2 separate regions of the Pan troglodytes genome follow, and region 1 is linked to region 2. Evidence: chromatin contacts called from public HiChIP or PLAC-seq data. All regions are on one chromosome and are shown on one strand. The core of a region is the stretch at or near the end of the contact, and the rest is flanking DNA. Distances in the headings are between cores, read along the strand shown. Region 1 holds the start of NR4A3 (nuclear receptor subfamily 4 group A member 3). Region 2 holds the start of ERP44 (endoplasmic reticulum protein 44).

Evidence for each region. HiChIP or PLAC-seq counts read pairs in DNA pulled down with a chosen protein or histone mark.
Region 1: an H3K4me3 HiChIP or PLAC-seq map of stem cell-derived excitatory neurons shows a contact between it and region 2, with 7 times the contacts expected there. The contact joins the promoter of NR4A3 here to the promoter of ERP44 in region 2. A contact is called at or near these places in 1 of 7 Hi-C or Micro-C datasets (stem cell-derived neural progenitor cells) and 1 of 1 datasets of contacts at active chromatin or transcription factors (stem cell-derived excitatory neurons).

The regions. Positions count from the first base shown.
Region 1 is chr11:38,692,834-38,697,940 of NHGRI_mPanTro3-v2.0_pri, forward strand. NR4A3 (nuclear receptor subfamily 4 group A member 3) reads right to left here and starts at 1,910. Exons shown (of 8, transcript XM_003951483.6): 1 at 1,309-1,910.
Region 2 is chr11:38,412,411-38,417,125 of NHGRI_mPanTro3-v2.0_pri, forward strand. It overlaps ERP44 (endoplasmic reticulum protein 44), which reads left to right and starts at 3,307. Exons shown (of 12, transcript XM_003312200.4): 1 at 3,307-3,722. The coding sequence starts at 3,666. INVS (inversin) reads right to left here and starts at 3,219. Exons shown (of 18, transcript XR_001720931.4): 1 at 3,090-3,219.

The DNA.
Region 1 (5,107 bases), core at 660-3,159, 280 kb after region 2:
GGTTGCTGTGGCCTAAGGAGGCTTTGGTACTAACTCTGCGAGCATCTTGTTCAGCGAAAATAACTCGAATAAAGTAACTTCATTCATTGTGCCCATTAGCCACGTTAGGCAGCTTTTTCTTTCCCTAACTTGATTCTATAAAATATTTCCCGGTCGTGGGAAAAGGAGATCCGGCACTGGACTCGCGATGGAATGACGGCTCCCTGTTCTTCTCTCCCAGCACCACAAGGCCCTGGGATCACAGCCCGACATTTCTGATTACTAACTCCTCGCAGCTCTTCCCTCTGGAGAATCCGGACGCATAAATAAATAAAAGGCAATCTCCAAGAACGTTTTTGGAAATCAAGGGACAAATGCGTTCTTCCTCACCACTGCCCCGAGGCTTCCAACAGGTTGGAGAGGTGCCTTTGGAAGTCAGTCTCCGCAGGCTGCGCTCGCATGACCGCTCTGGTCTCACCACCGAGAACTTTCATTTCTACTAAGAGTAAAACACTCGGAGCAACTTCTCCAAAAGCGCGAGTTCTGTCAGTGAAAAAGCATGCCTTTCCCACACCGAGCCAACGTCCAGAAGAGAGGGACACCGTCCCCACACGTGTCAGTGTGCGGGAGTCGCCAATTACACCCGATTTACCTCCTAAGGGAAAAGTGTAAACCGGCATGTCAGCGACGCCAGGCAGACGTGCCTAGTGGAACCCCAGGCTCATTTCAATACAATAAGCCACATTCCTACAATTACGCCCTCTTTCCTGAGGTCCTCCGAGTGCGTCTGCAAACTCTGGCCGTCGCTGCCTAGGCCCTTCCCTCCTAAGCTTCCTTCCAGAGAACCAGCTCGGTGCCACCATTAGCAACATTTACTTGGACCCACCAGAGCTCCTATTTTCAATCCTACTTAAAAGGCAGGAAAATTACTGCCGTTCATCACCGGAGCTGCAACTCCCTGCCGCTGCCGCTGCCGCCGCCGCCGCCGCCGAGAGCATCATTACCATGACAACTAGAGCCGAAATACCCTGAATTACATCGCTGGAGCCGCTATAGCACAAATCCCGGTCCTCCCCTTTGTTAGAGGCTTTTCGCCTCTTCGAGTGGGGGGAGGAATCCCACGAGCTCCAGAGATCCCCGCGGGCCCACTACAGGGGAAAAGTTTCAGATCAGAACCTACGGGCCGCTGGGCTAGCAAAGCCGGAGCCGGGCGGCAAGGTCAGGGGAGGGAACCCCACACTCAAAGTTGTCAATTTCAGGAGCGACGCTTCCCAGCAAGCCAACTTTTTTAGCAAGTCCCCTTATTAACTGGGCGAATCTCATACGTACTTGAGTGCTGTGGCGGTTCCGTCTTTAGAGCGAGTTTCTAGAGAGCTGTCCCGAAATCTGCACTGGGGGGGAGTCACAGCTGCTGTCCCGGAAGGGCTGCGGTGTACAAGCCCAGCGGCTCCCGGAGGCGGTGAGCGGCTGGTGGGGGATGCTGCGATCCCGACTCATGGGAGAGCACAGCCGAGAGGTTCCGCGGGCGTCCTGGCTTGGGCTGTGACCAGGGGGGAGGATGCCGCCGCTGTTCCCACCTCCACGGCCACTGCCGGCACCGTCAGCGTTGCAAAGTGAGCCCGGGAGGGGCGTCCAGCTGCGGTGCCGCGCTGCACCGGCAAGGGCTCAGGGCACGAGGGGTGTGAGCGCGCGGGAGAGCGAAGTGTGTGTGCGGAGCCTGTGTGCGCGCTTGTGTCTGTGTGTGCGAGTGAGGGAGCGGGTGTGAGCGCGTCTGTGTATGGGGAGCGGAGGAGGAGCAGGAGCTGGAGGGGTGGGGGGCGGGAGGCAGGAGACTCCGCTCTCCCGGCTGCGCGTTCGCTCGCTCTCTCGGCACGTCATTTATGCCACAGGAGCCCTAGCGGCCTCTCCATAGAGTGCCTGGAATGCGAGACGTCAATGTGACGCCATGGGACGCTACGTCACCCTCCTCCTCCCTCCCCTGGCCTAGCCGGTTCCGCGTGTGCGAGGGAGGGTGTGTGTGTTCGTGTGCGCGCGCGCGCGCGCTTTCCTCGGCCAGTCGCACGGCCGCACAATGGAAACTCCGCCGCACGGCCGGCCCCGGCCTGGGGGCTTCTCGGACTCACGGTGCCATCCCTTTTGCAGCGGAACCGCTCGCCAGGGCGTGCGTCTGCGGGAGGGTGCAGCGGCCTGCCCACGGGTCAGGCGGGACCGCCCAGCTGTCAGGCTCGGGTGGAGTAGAGTTGGAGGAGTGCTGCTGGCGCGCCTCCGAGGCTGCCCCGAGGCACGGAGCCAGGGGGAGGGGGGTAAGGGAGAGGACAGCTCTTCCAAAAGGGAAGGCTCCGCCAGCCAGCTTCTGACCAGCTCCAGTGACCTGGCAGCCGGTGCAGAAGGCGTCTGGCACCAGCCCGAAGACGCCCTGAGGTGCAGCTGCACTTTCCTCTTGCAGAGGTTCTAAAGCTGTTTACGTTGCTCCGGTCCTCTGCGCCCAGGCTAATCCCCCCTCCCCGCATCATTTACTGGGTGCGTGTTTCACACAGGGATGCAGATGGTTCCGGGGATAAGGTTTGATTTCTTTACACGTACGGCGTGGGTTTCTTAACTGGACACGTTATAACCCAGCGAAGTGCACATCCATCATGCACACGCGCGCTGCAGCAGAAACTACTCTGTGTGTAAAACAAACACACACGTGTTGAACAGCTGAGCGGGTCTGACTATTGCAAATCATTCCTCCTCCCCAGCACCGGGTCAGAAATGGAACTCTCAACTAGCACTTTCACTTTTTGATGGTTGTAGATGCCCTCCGCCCACATCTCCCAAATTAAACATTTCGAAATCAATCAACAGGATTTATTAGTCAGTCCCTCGCTAGGGGATTTGCTTTGGTCTCCTGGGACACATTTGTCATGAAATGGTGTGCCGAAAGCCTGGGTGACTGTATGAAGGAGAGCAATTTCTTCCTGGAAATGATAAATTTAAGTGTAAATTTCTTGATGAAAACAAAATTTATCAGAGTTAAAGACCCCTAGTCCCAAAGGTTGCTGCTGAGTGAACGCAGTCTCTTTCAGAAATGAATTTTTGGACAGGAGAAAATATTTGAGTGAAACAATGCAGATAGAGTGGTCCCCATGTGGTCCGCTTGAATCACAAATACCGTTTTATATGTTTGACCTGTCCCAATTTGTGTGTGTGTGGCGGGGGCGGGGGGCGCTGCGCCGAGGGGAGATACAAGATTCCTTTGTAGACAGCACACATTTCAGAATCGAAGAAGGTTCGAGCTAGGACCAGAAACTTGAAAACAAACTACATATAGGTAAATATGGCATGTATATCTTTCTTCGCCTCCACTTCCAATTCAGACACGGTGGTGCGGAGAGGATCGTGGGAGGATGCCCCGAAAGTTGACCCAGCCGAGAGCAACCGAGTCTCTGCACTGCGGCGGGTTCCAATCCAGCCTCGGAAGGAAGGAGGGCGCTGCTACATTGTATCCATTCAAAGGCTTGAAGGTGGGGAGCAGGACCTGGAGCCGCGCGGCGCTGACGCACGCGAGGCGCGTGATTGACGCAGGCGATGTTACTAAATTCGGCGGTTGGCCGGGACCCGCCGCCGGCGCGCGCCGCAGATAGCGGAGTAGGTTCCCCTCGGTCACCCCCGCCCCTTCTCCATTCAACGCCGCGCGGGGCGGGGCAGGGCGCGCGGGGCGGGGCGGGGCGGGGCGGGGAGCGCGCGGCCGCGCCAGGATCCGGCCGAACCAAATATAGTCGGGCCTGGCTATTTTTAGACGGGTCTCGGGCGCGAGCCCGCCGCGTGAGGGGGCGCCCTGACCCCGCCGGGAGTGCGGAGGGGGCGGGGGCGGAGTCGCCATCTTGGACTCGGTTCGACCAGGTCTGGTGACCGGCGACGCGGGGCCGGGCTCGGCGCCGGGGGTCGGGGTGAGTGGGCGCGAGCCGTGGGAGAGAGGGGGGGCGCTGGCGGCTCTCTTCGTCCGGCGCGGGCTGTGAGAAGTGAGCAGGGCGAGGCGCGGGCGACAGCTGGGCGCGAGGCCCGTGCATGTGTGTGCGCACGGAGGTGGGGAGACGGTGATCCCCGCCCGCCCTGCGGAAGGCCCGGCGGTCCTACCACCCGGCAGCTCGGCCAGCCCCGAGTCGCGTGGGGGTGGAGCTGCCCGCGGCCACCACTTCCTGAGTGCCGGGGATACCCTTCCCGGACGTCACGGAGGAGCCGAGGCGGCGGTGGCGGCCCGGGGCTCATCCTGCACTTGCATCACGGGTGCAGCAGCAGCTGCTCTGCTCCTTTGTGGCTTTTTCCCCCGTTGAGTAACTGCTTTGTTAACTGAAAATACCATGACGGGCCAGTGTGATCACCAGCTCCAGATCTCAAAGAAAGTGAAGCTGTCAGGCAAGAAGAGGGAGACTCCCCCAGCCGGCTGCGATGGTATCTGGTGGGTGGATGTGTAGAGAAGCACTTGACAGTTTCCACGTATTACTTCTTGCCTAACTCTTCACCCCCAAGAAGATTTAAAAATACTTTTATTTCCATGCTGTAAAAATTTCATTTGTGTTCTGCACCTCCCTCACCCCCCTAATCCTCCTTCAATTAAAACTCTCATGTAGAACTGGAATCACTGTAAGCAGGAACCCTAAAATTAGGTACAGTTTTTAGGAAACATGACATCTTTCAATGAATTTATTCAATAAACTACATTTTCTAAATGTTAATATGTATGAAAGGTCCTTGCCCACTCAGGGTTGTTATAAAGCTGCTAAATTGTTCATATGAGTTGGGCTCCAGTGACCGTTTCAAACCAGTATCCTTGTTTACCTAAATTTAAAACAAAACAAAACAAAAAAACTCTTCTCCCTGGCTGAGAACCTCCAAGCAAAGTTTCCTCTCTTTGAGTGGGTGTGTCTTCTGGACCTCTATCTTGGTTACTTCTGTGCATCCTCCTCCCTTCTCCCCTCCACCTTCCTTTACATCCTTTTCTGTTTTTTACAGCCTTACTCCTTTACATCCGTTCCTTCCTTTACATCCTTACTCCTTTACATCCTTTTCTTCCTATCAAGTGGCCAATATCTGTTCCTGCACTGCTCTGTTAGACTGAGGGCTGTTGTCTGACCTCCCTGAGCCA
Region 2 (4,715 bases), core at 2,057-4,556:
GGACCAGTTCATTCCTTCTTAGGCAGCCTGGTGGTCTTCCACTCCTGGGAGATCACCATATTGATGCCAAACTTAAAGTGGACACCCGAATGGCATAGCACACTACAGCCTGAAACTCCTGAGTTAAGCGATCCTCCCTCCTCAGCCACCTGAATAGCTGGGACTTCAGGCATGTGCCATCACACCTGGCTAAATACTAAATTAAAAGGTATCTAGTTCTTGCCCTCATTCCCACAAAAAGTGAAATTTTTATTTGTTCTCTCCTCGGTCCACCAGGAAAATATACCTAGATAGAGGTCTTAACCATAAGATCTTACTTGGAACATCGTATCACTAAAACGAACCATATTTCAATAAGGACAATTTTGTTCTGACCGGTAGTCTCATGGAGCTTGTAAGAACCTTTTAAAAACATATGACAGGAGTTTGAGAGACCAGCCTGACCAATATGGTGAAACCCTGTCCCTACTAAAAACACAAAAATTAGCTGGGCTGTGGTGGCACACACCTGTAATCCTAGCTACTCAGGAGGCTGAGGTGGGAGAATTGCTTGAATTTGGGAGGTGGATGGAGGTTGCAGTGAGCCAAGATCATGCCACTGCACTCCAGCCTGGGCAACAGAGGGAGACCCTGTCTCAAAAAAAAAATAAAATAAAAAATAAGTATCAGCCGCATAGGAAGATAGTGAGATCCCTATCACAAGAGTGTTTAAGAAAGCAGAGGCTGGAGAAATGCAGCAAGAATTCAAACACCTGATGGGAAGGAAAGATGAATAGTTGCATCAGTGATCTTAAACATCCTTCCTAAACCCTTAAGCTGCTTTATCAAAGTTCCAAGGCTGAATGCCTACAAGGACCAGAGAGGTAACAACTGTTAGAAACGTAGGGAGTCACAGAATCACGGTAAACTCAAGCATATGTACTTATCTAAAGGGAGCAGCTGTTAATCAGCTCCAGTTAATTGCTGCCATGAGGGTAGGCAAGTCCTTTTCTGATTTCACCAAAAAGCAGGTCACGCCAATCGCTGTTACTCCTGGGGATCTGAGAGTTTTCTAAGATAAATTTATAACGGATGAGCTGGTATTTGTCTTGTCATCGACAAGGATTATTGGTTCAAATTCTGCCCTTGAGAGAACATATTAATACTTTCTTAATTATGGTAAAGCACAGCTCCTTACGTCTTTATTTTGCTGACAATTTGAGTTAAGGACTGGCAGAAAATATGGAGGAAGAGGGTGTTGTGAGACACTTCAGTCATGTCTGAGTCTAACAGTCATGTCAGAAGAACTACTGTCATATCCAGGATTATATTAAGGTTATTTGAGAGAAGCTACAAAATAGAGGTGGAGGTGAAAACATGGGAGGGGAGTAACTGCACTTGGGTTCTAGGCCCAGTTGTATTTATAATCAGCAGTGTGTCCTCAGGCTACGTCAGCTTTCTAGGTTTCTGTAAAATGCAAAAAATAATAAGGGTAGACCATGTTCACATTCGTTCATTCAACAAGCTGAGTGACAACTATGTGCTAGGCACTGTTCTAAACTCTAAGACCTGTCATTTTTCATTCTAAGTGATCAGAGTTTTAGGCACATCAGAACCACAAAAAAAGTTCTTTATACCCTTTGAAAAATACACTAAAAATGTGATCTCTGTTTTATATATATGTGTGTGTGTGTATATATTATACATATATAATATATATTATATATACACATATATTATATATTATATATAATATATATATTATATGTATATATAATATATATATTATATACACTATATAATATATAATATATATTATATACACTATATAATATATAATATATATTATATACACTATATAATATATAATATATATTATATACACATATATAATATATATTATATATATTATATATACATATAATATATATAATATATATTATATATATATACTTTTTACTTCATAATTGTTAGCACTTAGCACAGTAACAGGTATATAGCCAGTACTCAGTAGATGTTTGTTGGATGAAAGGTCACAGGCTGAGTGCTAAGTCCAAAAAGTGAGCAGGATCAAAGTTTAATTTCTTGAATAATGAATTCATACTTACAAGTCTCTGCTCTTTTAAAATTTCCCATTTCAACTATCTTTGGGCTCTGTCAGGGGCGTGGACAAGAGATAGGAGCACTAGTCTAGGAGTTAGGCAGCCTTGGTAAGAGTATTGGCTCTGCCACTGTCTAATTTTGTCACCCTGAGAAAGCCATTATGCAGGGCTCTTTTTTTTCCTTAAGAAAAAATGTATTTTTTGCCCCTTTAAGAAAATAAATCATTTTTTATAGAAAAAAGTCAAAACCACTTTGATAAAGTGCTATAAAATGCAAAGGTGCCTAATTATACAACAAGCCCGTGTAATACAACAAGCCCGTGTAATAAATGCTCTAATAATTATAACCGTACAAAACTAGAGGTACTGCAGTCACACTCATAGGAAGAGTAATTCTGATTAGGACTAAAGGGTTGGTTGTTCGGGAAGTTCTCAGAGATGGTGACATTTAAGATAGCATTCCAGAGAGAGAACGGGTAAGGCCATTCCAGGCAGCAGGAAAGCTGAAGCAAAGGCGGGAGCAGGGGGAACCACAAAAGCACAGTGTGCCTCCTGGGTACTAAGCAGAGATCGCGTGGGCTCCTGGACCTCGCTGAGTGTTTGCAGAAGAAGCCGCAGAGCTACCTGGGGCCAAGTTAGGATCCTCGACTGCTTTGCTAGGGAATTTCGTAATTATACTGGAGGAGCGATCCACGCCTTAGCAGCAATCACTCACACAGTTTTCCAGTTTACGACGTGCTATCCCATCCCGTACCACATCTACTCCTTACAGGAGCCCTCAGAGACAATCAGGGATAAGTCATTGACTCATTCAACTGAGGCCCCGAGTGGTGGCTCTGACTTTATAATGCAGGAATTAGAGCAGAAAGAAGAGGCAGCGGGCGAGGAGGCCAATGATGGAGGCTCAGGCCACAGCCTAGGCCAGGAAGGCCGTGAGTCTGCAGCAGGGTCCAAGGCGGTGCGGACCGAATGATCCGAGCCTCCCCAGCCAGGCCCCCTCCTACTCACCCTCGCCTCCTCCAGGACTGACGTCCCGGGGGCGGCTCCAGGAGGCGCAACCCGGACCGGGCCGCCCCTCCTGCCGGGCCGGTACACTATACCCAGCCAGGTCAGACCCCACGGCGCTGAAGCTAGCCGAGCCCCTCAAAAGGCCGCCCGAGGCTTTCGGCCGCACAGCCTTCTGGGAATTGTAGTTCCCATCCTCTGAAGCACCGCGTACACCCGCCCTCCGCCCTTCTATCCCACAGGACCCCGCGCGTAGAGGACTCAGTGGACCGGGGCCGAGAGCCCAATGGGAAAGGAAGTTCTAGATGACGGACGACGTGCGGGGTGAGGCTAGTGCAGGACTACATTTCCCGAAGTGCACCGAGGTGGGCAGGACCCGGAAGTGAGGGTGTGAGAGGCCTCTCTGGAAGTTGTCCCGGGTGTTCGCCGCTGGAGCCCGGGTCGAGAGGACGAGGTGCCGCTGCCTGGAGAATCCTCCGCTGCCGTCGGCTCCCGGAGCCCAGCCCTTTCCTAACCCAACCCAACCTAGCCCAGTCCCAGCCGCCAGCGCCTGTCCCTGCCACGGACCCCAGCGTTACCATGCATCCTGCCGTCTTCCTATCCTTACCCGACCTCAGATGCTCCCTTCTGCTCCTGGTGAGTGAGGGAATGACAGACCCATCGACAGACGCACGAACGGCCTCCGGCCCTCGCCCAGGGGGAACACTGCTACTCCTGCCCCTGCTTTTCCGTTTTTTCCTCCAGTGTTTTGGAGTGTACCCTCCCCCGCTGCCTTCATTCTCGCCTGTCGGCTTCCAGGCGCGGAGTCCCCGAGGCCTGAGAAACCAGGGTCGGGGGAGAATGGGAGAATTAGCCCTGAGGGACTGATACGTAGTCACGGCGTAGGAGCTTCCCCTTCTCCCCGAAGTCCGGGGGTTTCAGTTTCGAGGGCCAGTGGACCTGGTGGTAGCTTGAATCGGAAAAGACCAAGCATAGACCTAGCGTTCCTTCCCACCCTCTCCATTTGGGAAGAGTGTGAGGTCGACAGGTGCTGGGGTTGTGTGAATCTCACTGTGTCAAGATCCCTGAAGCGGTGCCCGGGTTGGCAGATCCCTCTGTTGTGGCTTGATGCGATTGGTTGGGAACCCGGAACTGGAGACTGGTTTGGATTCCACTGGGAGAATAGAGTTTGAAGGGTGGAAGGTGTGGTTACCTGACAATCTCAGCTCAAGGCCTCCCTCAAATCTTATTGCAACGTATTTCCCCATGGAAGCAGATTTCTTCTTCATTGCGCCTTATTTGAATATGCATTCATTCCTAACTGCCTAACCTGCTCAGCATCATCCCATCTTAAAAGAATCTTTCCCTAGTCCCTCTTGCTCCAGAGTACGTCTTGAGTGTGCAGACTAATTGATCCAGGCTTCAGGTCAAATTGAGACAAAAGCGAAGGACTAAACACGTATGGCAAAATGGCTTATATTTAATTGGGCTGTTAATTATAATGTAATATTTGAAAGTACCTTAATTGTAGTAGATTTTTAGAAATTCAGATTTAAACATTAAGAACTACTTTCTTTACAATTTAAGAAACGATTTAGTGACGCATATGAAGTCACACAGCTAGTTACAGGCAGAGCTGGGATTAGAAAC